2 separate regions of the Rattus norvegicus genome follow, and region 2 is linked to region 1. Evidence: chromatin contacts called from public Hi-C data. All regions are on one chromosome and are shown on one strand. The core of a region is the stretch at or near the end of the contact, and the rest is flanking DNA. Distances in the headings are between cores, read along the strand shown.

Evidence for each region. Hi-C and Micro-C count contacts between places; a contact is called where the count stands out from the background.
Region 2: a Hi-C map of Schwann cells shows a contact between it and region 1, with 1.8 times the contacts expected there. The contact joins the enhancer-like site here to the promoter of Rb1 in region 1. A contact is called at or near these places in 8 of 12 Hi-C or Micro-C datasets (the A7r5 cell line, Schwann cells, frontal cortex and 4 more).

Annotation. Positions count from the first base shown.
Region 1 is chr15:54,908,924-54,914,729 of GRCr8, forward strand. Rb1 (RB transcriptional corepressor 1) reads right to left here and starts at 2,934. Exons shown (of 27, transcript NM_017045.2): 1 at 2,643-2,934. The coding sequence starts at 2,758.
Region 2 is chr15:55,065,924-55,071,729 of GRCr8, forward strand. It overlaps the pseudogene Tyw5-ps1. Among named protein-coding and RNA genes, the nearest start is that of Med4, 37 kb to the right of the region's middle. Within about 2 kb of position 2,413, at least 45 of the 93 cell types and tissues checked have an H3K27ac peak or open chromatin away from gene starts, as enhancers often do. A contact at or near this core is called in Schwann cells, where this site is marked.

The DNA of each region.
Region 1 (5,806 bases), core at 1,684-4,183:
TCCTGACTACTTTTCTAGCTGTGCAATTCCTTCTTCAAAGCATAATTAGTGTCTGCATATTTCAATAATCAAAGTGCTTCAGTCTCCGAGTCTCAGCTTCCATTTCACCCACACTACTTAGGCAGCAGATAGTATAAAATAAATAACACCTCAGCTGTCAAAGTAGACTTATTCGAAGTGGACTGGGCTGAATCCATCCCTAAGCTATTTTCTAAGCTTTAGTCTGAGGCAGTCCTCTTATCCTTGCTAAGAACAGTCATGCGCTACATGACGTTTCGGTCAATAAGGCAGTTTGCAACAATAGTCCTGTAAGATTATAATGGCATAGAAACATCACTTAGAGGCCATCTTAACCAGCTTAACATTGTGGCACAATCCATTTGCTACTTGTGCAGTCACTTTGCTGCTGCAAACAAGTCTACTACCCTGCCACTTGTAGGAAAGAATAATATATACAAGGACATTCAGGATACAGTACTGGAAGTGATTACGTTACTGGCTTGTATGTCTACTAAACTATAGCTTTATCATTGTTTTACAGCGTATTTCTATCATTAAAAACTAAAGTTTACTGCACAACAGTATGTTTTGTTACACTGGCAGCAGCCTTGTATATATAGTGTTTACAGCCTCTCTTGATTGCAGCAAGACAGCAACAGTGAATGATCTATATATCACTGGGGTTTAAGTGCATTCTGCAGTGATCACACAAAATTAAGTTAATGGCACAGTTCAGAAAAGGTAGCAAATTCCTATGATGAAACACATGTAACTATGGGTAATTCAGATATCAACTGTAAGTGCTTTTGAGAACCTCTGTGGTAATGAGTAACCAAGATGAAACTATGTCTGGTATAGTTTAAGCTCAACGGAGAACTTTTGAGAATTCCCCAAAGTTAAAAGTATATTCAAGAGAAAGAAATTGGGTCTGTCTCTCCCCAAGCAATGGCCAGAACGTCAATGTGTATGTTCACTCTATAGTAATCAACAATATGTCCAAAGCTGTGTAGATGGCATGGAATCTTTAGAATACAGGATACTGCTTTTTCTAAAAGGGAAACCTCCACACACTGGATACATCAGAGTTTAATTGGAAACAAAAGCAAACTCTTTCCCTGGAACAGTCTCCAAACATAGTTTTTATTCTATATTTATTTTCTAAGAACATGATTTTTATTTGATCCACAAGAAAATCCATTTAATATGAATTTTAATAGACTTAGACAAGCAATTTCCAAAATCATTTCAGTCCCTTAGGATTTGACCTTAACTCGGTTAAGAGTCTGGGTCACACAAGGAGACTTGATGCTCAATGGGAAGAAAGGAGCTTGATTGTGCATCAGGGTGCTGAGTGCCTACAATTCCAGAACTTGGGAAGCTGAGGCAGAATAGAAAGCTCAGGGCAAGCCTGGGTTACAGAGTCAGAGTACTTAAAAAAAATAAAGTCAGGGACTTAATGATGGGCTAGAAATGGAAGGATGGTGAGAGACAAAACAATTCCCATACTACAATACAATGGATCTATACTCTCAAAATAAAACTACTGTTGGCGATAACAACAATCATATTGTTTCAATTTCTGTTACTTAATCAAACAGTAGCACAGTCAAGAAAAATAAAATGTTGAAATACAATAAATATCTCTCCGTTGTTCTTATTGGATCCACATGAACTTAAGTTTAGATTCCATTTAATAAATGGAGAGAAAGGTTCTTTGAGACAACATAGTACCAAAGAACAAAAAGGGGAGTGGGATGGGGGGTGGGGACAGGCACCTTTTGCTCAAAGGCAAAAGGCAAGAAATAATGAAGCATGCTGCGGGCCAATCAGCACGCAAGAAGAGCTCTACCCTGAAAAAAAGGGAACAAAGTTTAGAAACTTTCAAGCCCTTGCATTTAAATGTCTCCTGAAACTTTTGCCCACATACCAGTTCTTCTATGCTCCACCAGTCTCCACAGATGGCTTTAAATCCCCGGGGCCTCAAAGCATTGTTCTAAAGAAACCCCCACAAAGCCCGGGAGCTGAGGACCCCGTGAGCAATTGACACCCACGACCCTGCGCTTCGCCTACAAGGCTTTTCTTGGCCTCTCCCAGGACCAAGCTGCCAATGCAGCGCAAACTCAGTGGGAAAGGCTCCCAACTGTTGCATCGCCGGACTGCAAAACAGAAAGTCAACCCACCCCGGGGGTGCTCCGGATCTCCACGGAAGAAAAAAAAAGGAGGAAGAAAGAAGACAAACATCGGTCGACTTTTTTTTTGTTTTAATATTTATTTCAATTGTTTTTGCGTCTGACCGGGGCTCTCCAGGACCCGCCGGCTCCGCGCCTGGGCGTCGCTGGAGTAGAGCCTGCACCTGTCACTTCGCTCGGGAGCAGGAGCCCCACCCGCCCGACACCTGTCAAGCCGCAGTCCAGACCCCTTCGGGATGCCCTCCCCGTCGCCCGCGAGCCCAGGACCGTGTCACCGCGCCGCCGCCGTCCCGCGGAGGTGGGGGACCGAGGGGACTCCGGGGACCCCGGGCGCCGCTCCTATCGCTTGCCCGGCCCCGCCGAGATGCGCCCGGCGTCCCCGCCAAGATGCGCCCCGCGTCCCCGCGCCCTTCCCTTCCCTTCTCTCCGGCCCGCGGCGGCCGCGCTCCTCACCTGATCAGGGGCAGCTCTTCGGGGTCACTGTCCTGCGCGGGGTCGTCCTCCGGAGGCGGCGGCGGCGGCGGCGGGGGCTCGGCGGCCGCGGTTCTGCGCGGGGCTTTGGGCGGCATGACGCGCTGCGCGGGCCGGCGCGAGCAGGCGAGGGAGGCGCGCGGGGAGGCGGGCGCGCGCGCACGCCGGGCACGCCCCGTCCTCACCCGACTCCCGTTACAAAAATAATGGGAACGTCCCCTGAGGAAAACCGGACGCGCCCGGCAACCGAGCGCCGGGCCAACCGCGGGAAAACGTCACTTCCGCCCGCGGCGTCACGTCCGCGAGGCTCGCGGGCCGCGGGCGTCAGTGGGGAACCGGGGCGGCGGTGGCGGCGGCGGCGGGCGAGAGCGAGGGCGCGGGCGGGAAGCCGCAGGGAAGCCGCGCCTGCCCGGGCTTGTCTCCGCCCGCGTCGTCCCCGTGGGCGGCGCCAGCCGAGGCGGGGCGGGCCGGCTCCTAGGAGCCGCGGCCTCTGGGAGAACGCTGGACAGGGCGCGCCCCTCGACCGGCCCGCGCGGCCGGCAAAACAAAAACAAACGTGCCCGGCCAGTGGGAGGTGGGCTCGGCCGGGGTGGGCGGTCCAGGGTGGGGCCATTACTGGCCTTCTGGAGACGAGGGTAGATAGTCGATGTACAGAGTGAAGTGTGGAGTAAGTCTTTTGATGTGGAAACTGGAGGCGCGGTCCAAGCCCGACAGATCTTAACGGGAAAGGATCTTTTGAAAATCAGCTTGCCAGGCGGACCCAACTTTGAAAAATCGTTTACAAAATCGTTTGAAAAGAAAGCAGAAACCAGTTTGCCGTGTTAATGCGCGCGATCCAGCCCCCTTTCATAATTGTTTCTCAGAGACAGCCGGTCAAACTGGGGAGGCCAGCATTCCACTTTGCGTGTTGGAAATGGGAGTTCGGAGAGTTGATTACCTGTGTCACATAGCCGGTCGGTGGCAGAGGACTCAAACCCAAGTAATATTTGGTGACTCACCATATCACCAACGCACAGACACGGGGAAAGAGCACACTAGAACTACCGCCACCAAAAGCTGGCTCAGCAACTATCTTTTCTAGTTACAGTTTTTACGCGTCAGTCAACGTAATTTTCTCTCTTTGCCAGTCCTTATTGGTGGTTGCCACACAACTCCCTAACTGAGGTGCAGTGAATAAAAAGCAGTTGTTGTTCCGGTGTAAACTATCTTGGAACAGCTGAGCAAAAGCTGAGGAAGCAGGAACTTCATTGGGTAGGTTGCAAACCTGGGCTTATTCTCTGCCTTGACATGTGTGAAGGATACACAGACCTCCTTCAATTGTCAGTCCTGCCTAACTTCAGAAGCCTGTGAAGCAAATGTTAGTCAGGAGGTTGAGCCCAGGCCCTGATGCAGCCACCGAGAATGTATGGAATTAAAATAGCAGTTGAGTTCACCTTGTCCCAGATTTAGGCAAGAGCTTAGGTTACATGCAGTCTAGGTTTGAGGAAGATACAGGATAGACTGCAGGGGGCCTGAAAAAAATGACAGTCCTGCCTCAAAATTATCAGAGAATGTGACACTTGCTAACTGATGCCCCTGTGGTAATTTGTGGCAAGCTGCAAAAGAACCTGGGCCCTCAGACATGTAACAGAGCGGGTGATTGGTCATCTCTGCTGGTACTGACCTCAAGCTGATGGTCAGCTATGTGTGTCAGAAGTCATTGGAATTAATATTTCCTCCATAACCCCTTTTCAACATACAGACCAAAGTTGACCTGGTAGCTCAGGCTGTAATGCTCTGAGGCTAAGGCAAAAAAAATCACAAATTTAAGTCCTGCCTTGGCTATAGAGTGAGTTGAACTCCAACCTGAGCAACTAAGTAAGTTTATTCCTATAATAAAAAGCAAAAATAAGTGTGGAATATAATAGAATTCTTACCTAGCATGTGAGGAACTGGGATTTCAAAACCCAGAAACACATGCACACGCGCACACACGCGCACACACGCGCACACACACACACACACACACACACATGGGACAGGGGAGAGACAGACAGAGAGGAGGAGACAAGAGACAGAAGGCAAAATTTCATACATCATCACAGCCTTAGAATCTAAGGCATTGGCCACATTAGAACATAGGACAGCCAAGGAAAGGCTGGGGAATTATAACTCCATGTGTAGATAAGACTTGTTTTATTTGAACCTAGTTCATCAATAAGCTTGCAAATGAGATTTTTCAATTCTTGATTACAAATGCCAAAACCTGTTTCAAAAAAATGGGGCAAATAAATGGGGCAGGGCCAGAAATGTAGCCCAGTAGAGGGGTTGAGGAGGGGATTTGGTGGTAGAGAAGGAGAAATGGAGGCGGGGAAAGAATTTGACAAAGCATTTAAAGTGTTTGTGTGTCTGGTAGTTTGGCACATGGAAACATCCAGGTCCTTGGTTTTGGACACCTTCTTACTCAGACTCTAGAGGTCTTCAGGTGGCCTTCAGCTTGCGTGGGGTGTTGGTGGGTAGGATGGCTGTGCTTTTGTCACATGCCAGGGAAACTGGAAGGTGAGTTTGCCCCTTGTTACTCAGAATAAGTAGGAAGCTGTAAGAATGTAAATAGTTATTGGTATTTTCAAAGTCCTTTTCATTTTTTAATTGAGCCTTGTTTTGAAAATTCACAGCTAAATCAAGGAAGTAAACATTTTGTCATTTCTTTTGGATCTTATAGTGGTTTTTGAAAAAAAAAGATCCTGTCTCACTTTGTCAGTAAAAGACACACATCTGTAATGCATTAGTAACAGTAGTAGATTTCACAATAGTCACAGAAATTATTCCAAAGAATTAAAGCCCTGTGGGTTTCTCCTGAGAACTGTAGTGTCTCATTTATTTAGTAGGAGGCTGAGACAGAAGGATTCCACATTCAAGACCCCTTTGGGTCCAAGAGTGAGTTCACAATAATACCCTCTCTCAAAATAAAAAAAAAAAAGTTAAAAAAAGTGGAGCCAGGCTGGGATGTAAGTCAGTACACTTGTCTGGTGTGTATGAACACCAGGTTCAATCTCCAGTACTGCAAAATAAAAATAAATTCAGTCTCCTACTTATTTGTAGCCATAGCTCTTAGGAATGGCAACAAAGGCATCAAATTTGATAACTATATGTCCAAAGTGGAAAGA
Region 2 (5,806 bases), core at 1,163-3,662, 160 kb after region 1:
TCCTTTTTTCAAGAGAAAGCATTTGGCCAATTCAAGCCAGCTCCCTAGGGAATCTCCCCAGGGCACCTTCCAGGGCTTGGCTTTCTAAACTTGGTATATTAATGGGCTGGGACTGTCTCCCTGGCTGACTCTAGAAGCTGTCCGAATCTCACTGGTAACTTCTAGACTTTTCTGGTTTCTCCTGAGGCACCAACCCTTTTCAGTTGTAAATCACTTTCCATCAGAATTCAAGCAGACAGCTTCCCTGGTTCTGGAATCCCTTCTGTTCTTTCTCTCTGACCTGCTAAGTTCTCAGTCGATTGAAACCCTTGTCCCCCTGGAGATGGTCAGAAATAGCAGGCTACCCAGCCCAACTTCTTCAATGGTCTCATAGCTAGCTAGCCACACCGACCAACTTCTTCAGAGATCATCCTCTTGATTTAATCAGCAGGGCGGGGGTGGGAGGTGGGATCTGTTTCCCACAGTTTGTGTAGGTTGGCTTGCTGCCAGTGTGTTTCAACCAAAAGAAAACAACACTCTAAAATAGAAGGGCAAGAAGAAAACTGGATATAATGAGAGCCTGTCTTGCTGAGGTCTGGTCTGGGCTTTTTAACTAGGACTGATTCGAGGCTAGTCTTGGTTACACAGACTTGCCTGCAAGTCAGGAGAGGGGAGAATACCCTCTGGTGGTAAAAATCTATGTCTGCACCGAGTCTCCTAAATTCCCTTTGTAGGCAAGTTCCCTACCTGAACGTGGACTTGGCTATGCATGCCTACCTTTGGACACAGACATCTACACACAGCGAAGCTGACTCAGTCATACCCTTGAATGACACAGAGAGGCACAGCACTAGAAGGCCCACTCCTGCATGAAGGCCTCTTTTGTCCTGGGTTCTTGTGTAATGCATTATGCAGATTCAGATTCTGAAATTTATCATATTGTTTCATTATGGGAAAAGATCTTTATCATGTGTCTGCGTGCCCTTCGTTAATGATGAGTTTTGTCTATGGCTATGCTGTGTGTTTCAGGCCCATTTTGTTTTTCAAAAGGATTAGGAGTTTTTGTTTCCTTTTTTTTTTTTAATTCCATTTTAGTTATTAGTGTGTGTGCTCATGTGTGTACGCATGGGTGCATGCAAGAATGTGTGTGCGCTCGCATGTGAGCCCGTGTAAGCATGTGGGTGTGAGGGGTGTCTCTCCTTCTACCATGCAGGTCCAGGGGCTCAAATTCGGCTTGTCAGACTTGCCGACAAGCACCTTTATCCACTGAGCATCTCCCCGTCCTGATGTGAGATTTGTTTGATGTTCCTGGTATGGTTCCCTTCTGCTTTGTGCTTTAACATTCAGATGGCGTCCGTAGCCAGGCTCTTCAGTCTCCCCGTCAGTGTTGCTCTGCAGCTCTCAGGCTGATCAGTTGCACGGAACATGATCAAAACAGATGCTCAGGCTGTGCGCTGAGGCTGAGGGGCAGGATGCAGCGTTCCCTGGAAGTCAGGGTTCCTGTGGGTGCTCAGCACGTGCCTTCCTGAGGTTGCGCCTTTGGCTTTTCCTTTTGGGAATAATGCCAGAAAGGTCACTGTTTCCACTTTGGAATATTCCTTTTCATCCTTGCTTTGTGAGAACTCTGCTAAAAGCCGTTTCCCTTGACCGTTTGTTCTAAGCCAGAGACAGCCTCTGAAGTTGGGAGAGTTTAATCAAGCCAGGGCCCCTGCTTGACACCTGGGATGATTGGCTGCCCTTGGCACTTGTCATTAAAAAGTCAAATATCCTTAGCCAGATGGAGGCCTTGGGCCGTTCCCTTAACAGGGATTTGCTCCTTGCAGGGATGCTCAACGGCCACCTTGCAGGGTGAACAGCCTTCCTGGCTTGTCAGATGTTACGGTCAGATATTTCATTGTTAAGGGCAGGACCTGAAGCAAAGCAGGTGATTTCTTCACAGCAGTGTGGGTTTCGGACCACACAAACCAGTCCTCTCATTCTCCTTGGTTAGTTATTCTTCTTTTCCTTCTATCTGCCAAGTGCCATTCCTGATGTTTCACAGTGAAATCTACGATCCTCAAAAAAATTAATTACACTTTATGACAGTTTTCTCAGCTTGTGGGTTGGACCCCTTTGGGGGTTAGAATGACCCTTTCACAAGGTTACCTAAGACTGTCAGCAAACACATATCTACATTCTGATTCATAACAGTAGCAAAATTACTGTTACGAAGTAGCAACGGAAATAAGTTTATGGTTGGGGGCTAACCTCTTTTGAAAAGTGTTAGCCATGGAAACCTTCTCACGCAAGCTTAAAAATGATGCAGACATTAATTGAGACAGGCAGGCCTCTACTGCTCTACCATAACTCAGCCTTGTTGTACGCATATGCTATGCAAGGCTGGGAGGGAGGAGCTGCTGGGAAGACAGATGTTCCCAGCCCAATTACCAGTGTGTGGGTGTAAGAGACCAAAGAACAAAGGAGGGCGGTGGGCGGGGACAACTGGGAGAGGCTTAACTCAGGAAGTGGGTGTGGAGATAGCAGAAGAATCAAAAATGAAAGCCTGAGAATCGCCCTTCCAAGCTGAGGCTCCAGGATGCCTGTGTGGAAGTTGCGTGAACTGCTATCCTCAAAACTGTATTTCGGATTACCTGATCAGTTTAAAGAGGCCACAAGCACACAGCTCCTGTCTCTGTGTTGCTGCTTTTCACAGGTTGTAGGCACAGTGCACACAGCTTTCCAGACAGAGAAGAAGTTCTCCTATCCATTCCCTCTGCCTAAATCAGGCCTGGGGTTTCTAAAGCATTGCTCAACTGCCATACTTAATAGTTAGGGTGCAAAGTATTAGTGCATTGGCAAAGTCTGTGGGCCTACTCCACCCTTCCTTCTATTGAATCTGGGACTGGGTGGATCAGTCTTAGAAATATGAATGAGGAAGCCATCCTTCGCTCCTATAAATAAATGCTGGCCCAGATAACTTGGAGCACCAGCCCCATGGCTATTTTTCTCACAAACACATGAACGTATCCATATGAAATGACTGGAGATGATTCCTTGTCAAGGCGGCTGGCAAGCTCAGCAGTTAAGAGCACCTGCTGCTCTTTCAGAGGACCTGGGTTCGATTCCTAGCACCCACATGGGAGCTCACAACCATCTATAACTACTTCTGGGGATCCAACACCCTCTTCTGACTTCTGTGAGCACCAGGCATGAACATGATACACATACATACATACATAGAGACAAAATATTCATGACTGTGTAGTAGTGGCCCACTCCTCTAATACCAACACTCAGGAGGCAGAAGCAGGCAGATCTCTGTGAGTTCTCGGCCAGCAGTGTGACTAGTCTACAGTGTGACTTCCAGAATAGTCAAAGTTACACAAAGAAACCCAGTCTTGAAAAAACAAAAGACCAATATATTCATTCATACACTTAAAAATGAAGTAAATAAATCTAGAAATCTCTAAACAACAACAACAAAAAACAAAACAAAACAAAAGAAGAACTTGCCAAAAGCAGGACTTCGACGACTGTGTTGAAGATCAGACATGCCAAAACAGTAAAGTATCACAGTTCTAGCAAAACTGCCTTTTCTTTATAAGAACTCCTGGGTTGGGGACATAAAACTAAAACAAAAAACGAAAGCAAAAGCAAAAGCAAAGAGGCAGTGGGAGGCAGACTTGTTTGGGGTGAGGGGTGGGGTGGGGGAAGGGGGTAATAGAACCATATTATATGATATACAGGTTATGATTTTATACATAATATAGATATACATACATTATATATTATATACAGGTATGAAACTGCTCAAGAATATTTTTTAAGAAAGGAGGCAGGGCTCCTTTAATCCCAGCACTCAGGAGGCAAAGGCAGGTGGATGTTTGTGAGTTCAAGACCAGACAGAGCTGTATAGGGAGACTCTATCTAGAGTGGGTAGTAGGATTCTCAGTGTTTGACTTGGGTATGGTGGTTCATATCTCAAAGTCTCTTACATTTGAATTTTGCAGAAACTGGTTCAGGGCCCCTGTTAGACATGGCCTGACTCACATCACCTGCTGTTGATGCTGTCCGAGCTGTGAGGCTCTCTACACCAGCTGCTCTTGATCACCTACCTGATGCACATTTCCTGTCCTCATCCAGTTTCTCCCTTCCCCTCTCAGCCCTTTCTGTAAATGGCGCCCATCCATTCATGATCTCAATGATGCTGAATATCCGCCTCAGCTCCCACTGACATTTCCCCTGTTAGCCTACAGGCCTTGCTGCCTTTCTCACGCTTAGGGAGGTATGACTGGGCTCATTCTGATCCTGTGCCTAGAACTTGAACTTCAGCCACAGAGCTAAGTGACTTTGACCACCCTCCTGGTTTTTGTTGGTTTGACTTGAGACATAGATCGATAACTTCTAATCCTATGCTTGGAAACATGAAGGGAAATTTCATGACACACATGGCATGGATTGATCAGACCCTCTCCTTTGTGAAAACACTGGCTTTCTTCCTATGGTCACTGACTGGTCTTTTATCATATCTTTAGCCAAGACTCCTCCACTCATTCTGTTTGTTGCAGATGTCCTCTTGCTTCTCCTTGTCAATCACTATATTTAAAAAGAAGTGCACTTGGCTTTGCCCTTGGTGTTATCAGTTAGATCTCTATCAGTGGAATTGAATACCAAGGCTTGGTACTTGCTATTAGGTTAAAGGTTTCGTTGGAGAGGGCCCAGTTCTTTTAATCAATTTTTAAAAATAAGACACTGCTTTCAAAATCTTGGCTTAAAGGGCCTTCCTCTGAATTAAGAATACTTATCTCTGGAAGTCTGAGAAGTCCCAGACAATATTGGCATCTCCTAATTCTACCAGACCAGACAGCTGTCCCTCCCTGGAGCTGTGCACTCTGTCTGGAAAAGAATGTGGACAGTCACAGTAGGCCACCTGCTGTTGTGCTCAAAGAGAAGCCAGCATTTAGATCAAGAATATCTTTTTAAAAAAATTTTAAAAGGCAGGGGAAGAGTATTCTACCTCCCTGTTCATTTACATGCCACAGCCAGAGTCTTGCGTTCTCTGAAAGTTCAGTTAGTTCTGGTTCGAGGCTTGAAGCTCTTCGTGTGTTGCCAATCATTAGTCCTTCTTGCATTCATCTAGAGCAGAGAGAGCTGTCATGCAGAAACAACCCAGTTTCCAACCATGGGTGAGAGGCACTGAGGACTCAAATAACCAATCTGGGCAGCAACATGATGCATATGTAACCCAAGGTTCCACATGGTGGTCTCTGAAGCACCAGGCTGGCTCCTGTAAGTGGAAGACTCCTGACGCTGTGTGAGGGATACTGCCTATCCAGGGAAATCTTATCCTTGGCTCACAGAAGGGGGCTGACTGCAGGCCACACTGTCTATATAAGGGTAAGTGTACTGGGATGCGTTCTTCCTGAGCCAACTTATTTCAGAGAATGGTCACGAACATGTTGAACTCTTGTGCTAGAAAATTTCAGGCCTTGGTTCTATGACAATAGGCTTATGACCTCATCTTGCTGTGACCCTGTTTCCTCCTTAGTAAGGAGATCAGTAAAAGCCTACCCGCTCAAGAGCAGATACCTCAGAAATGGACTGAGCCCATCCCTTAGAACCCAACACACTCGTGTGCAATACCCAAAACACATGCGCATGAACAAACATTTCTTTTGTTCTCATTTATTTGCGAATGTACTTGTTATGAGACAAGATCATACTCTGTAACCCAGGCTGGACTGAGATTCATCACATACTCCAGGCTAGCCTTGGGTTTCGGGCAATCTTCCTGCCTCTTGCTTGGTGTTGTTATTATCATTGTGGATTACCACCCCAACTCTTGTTT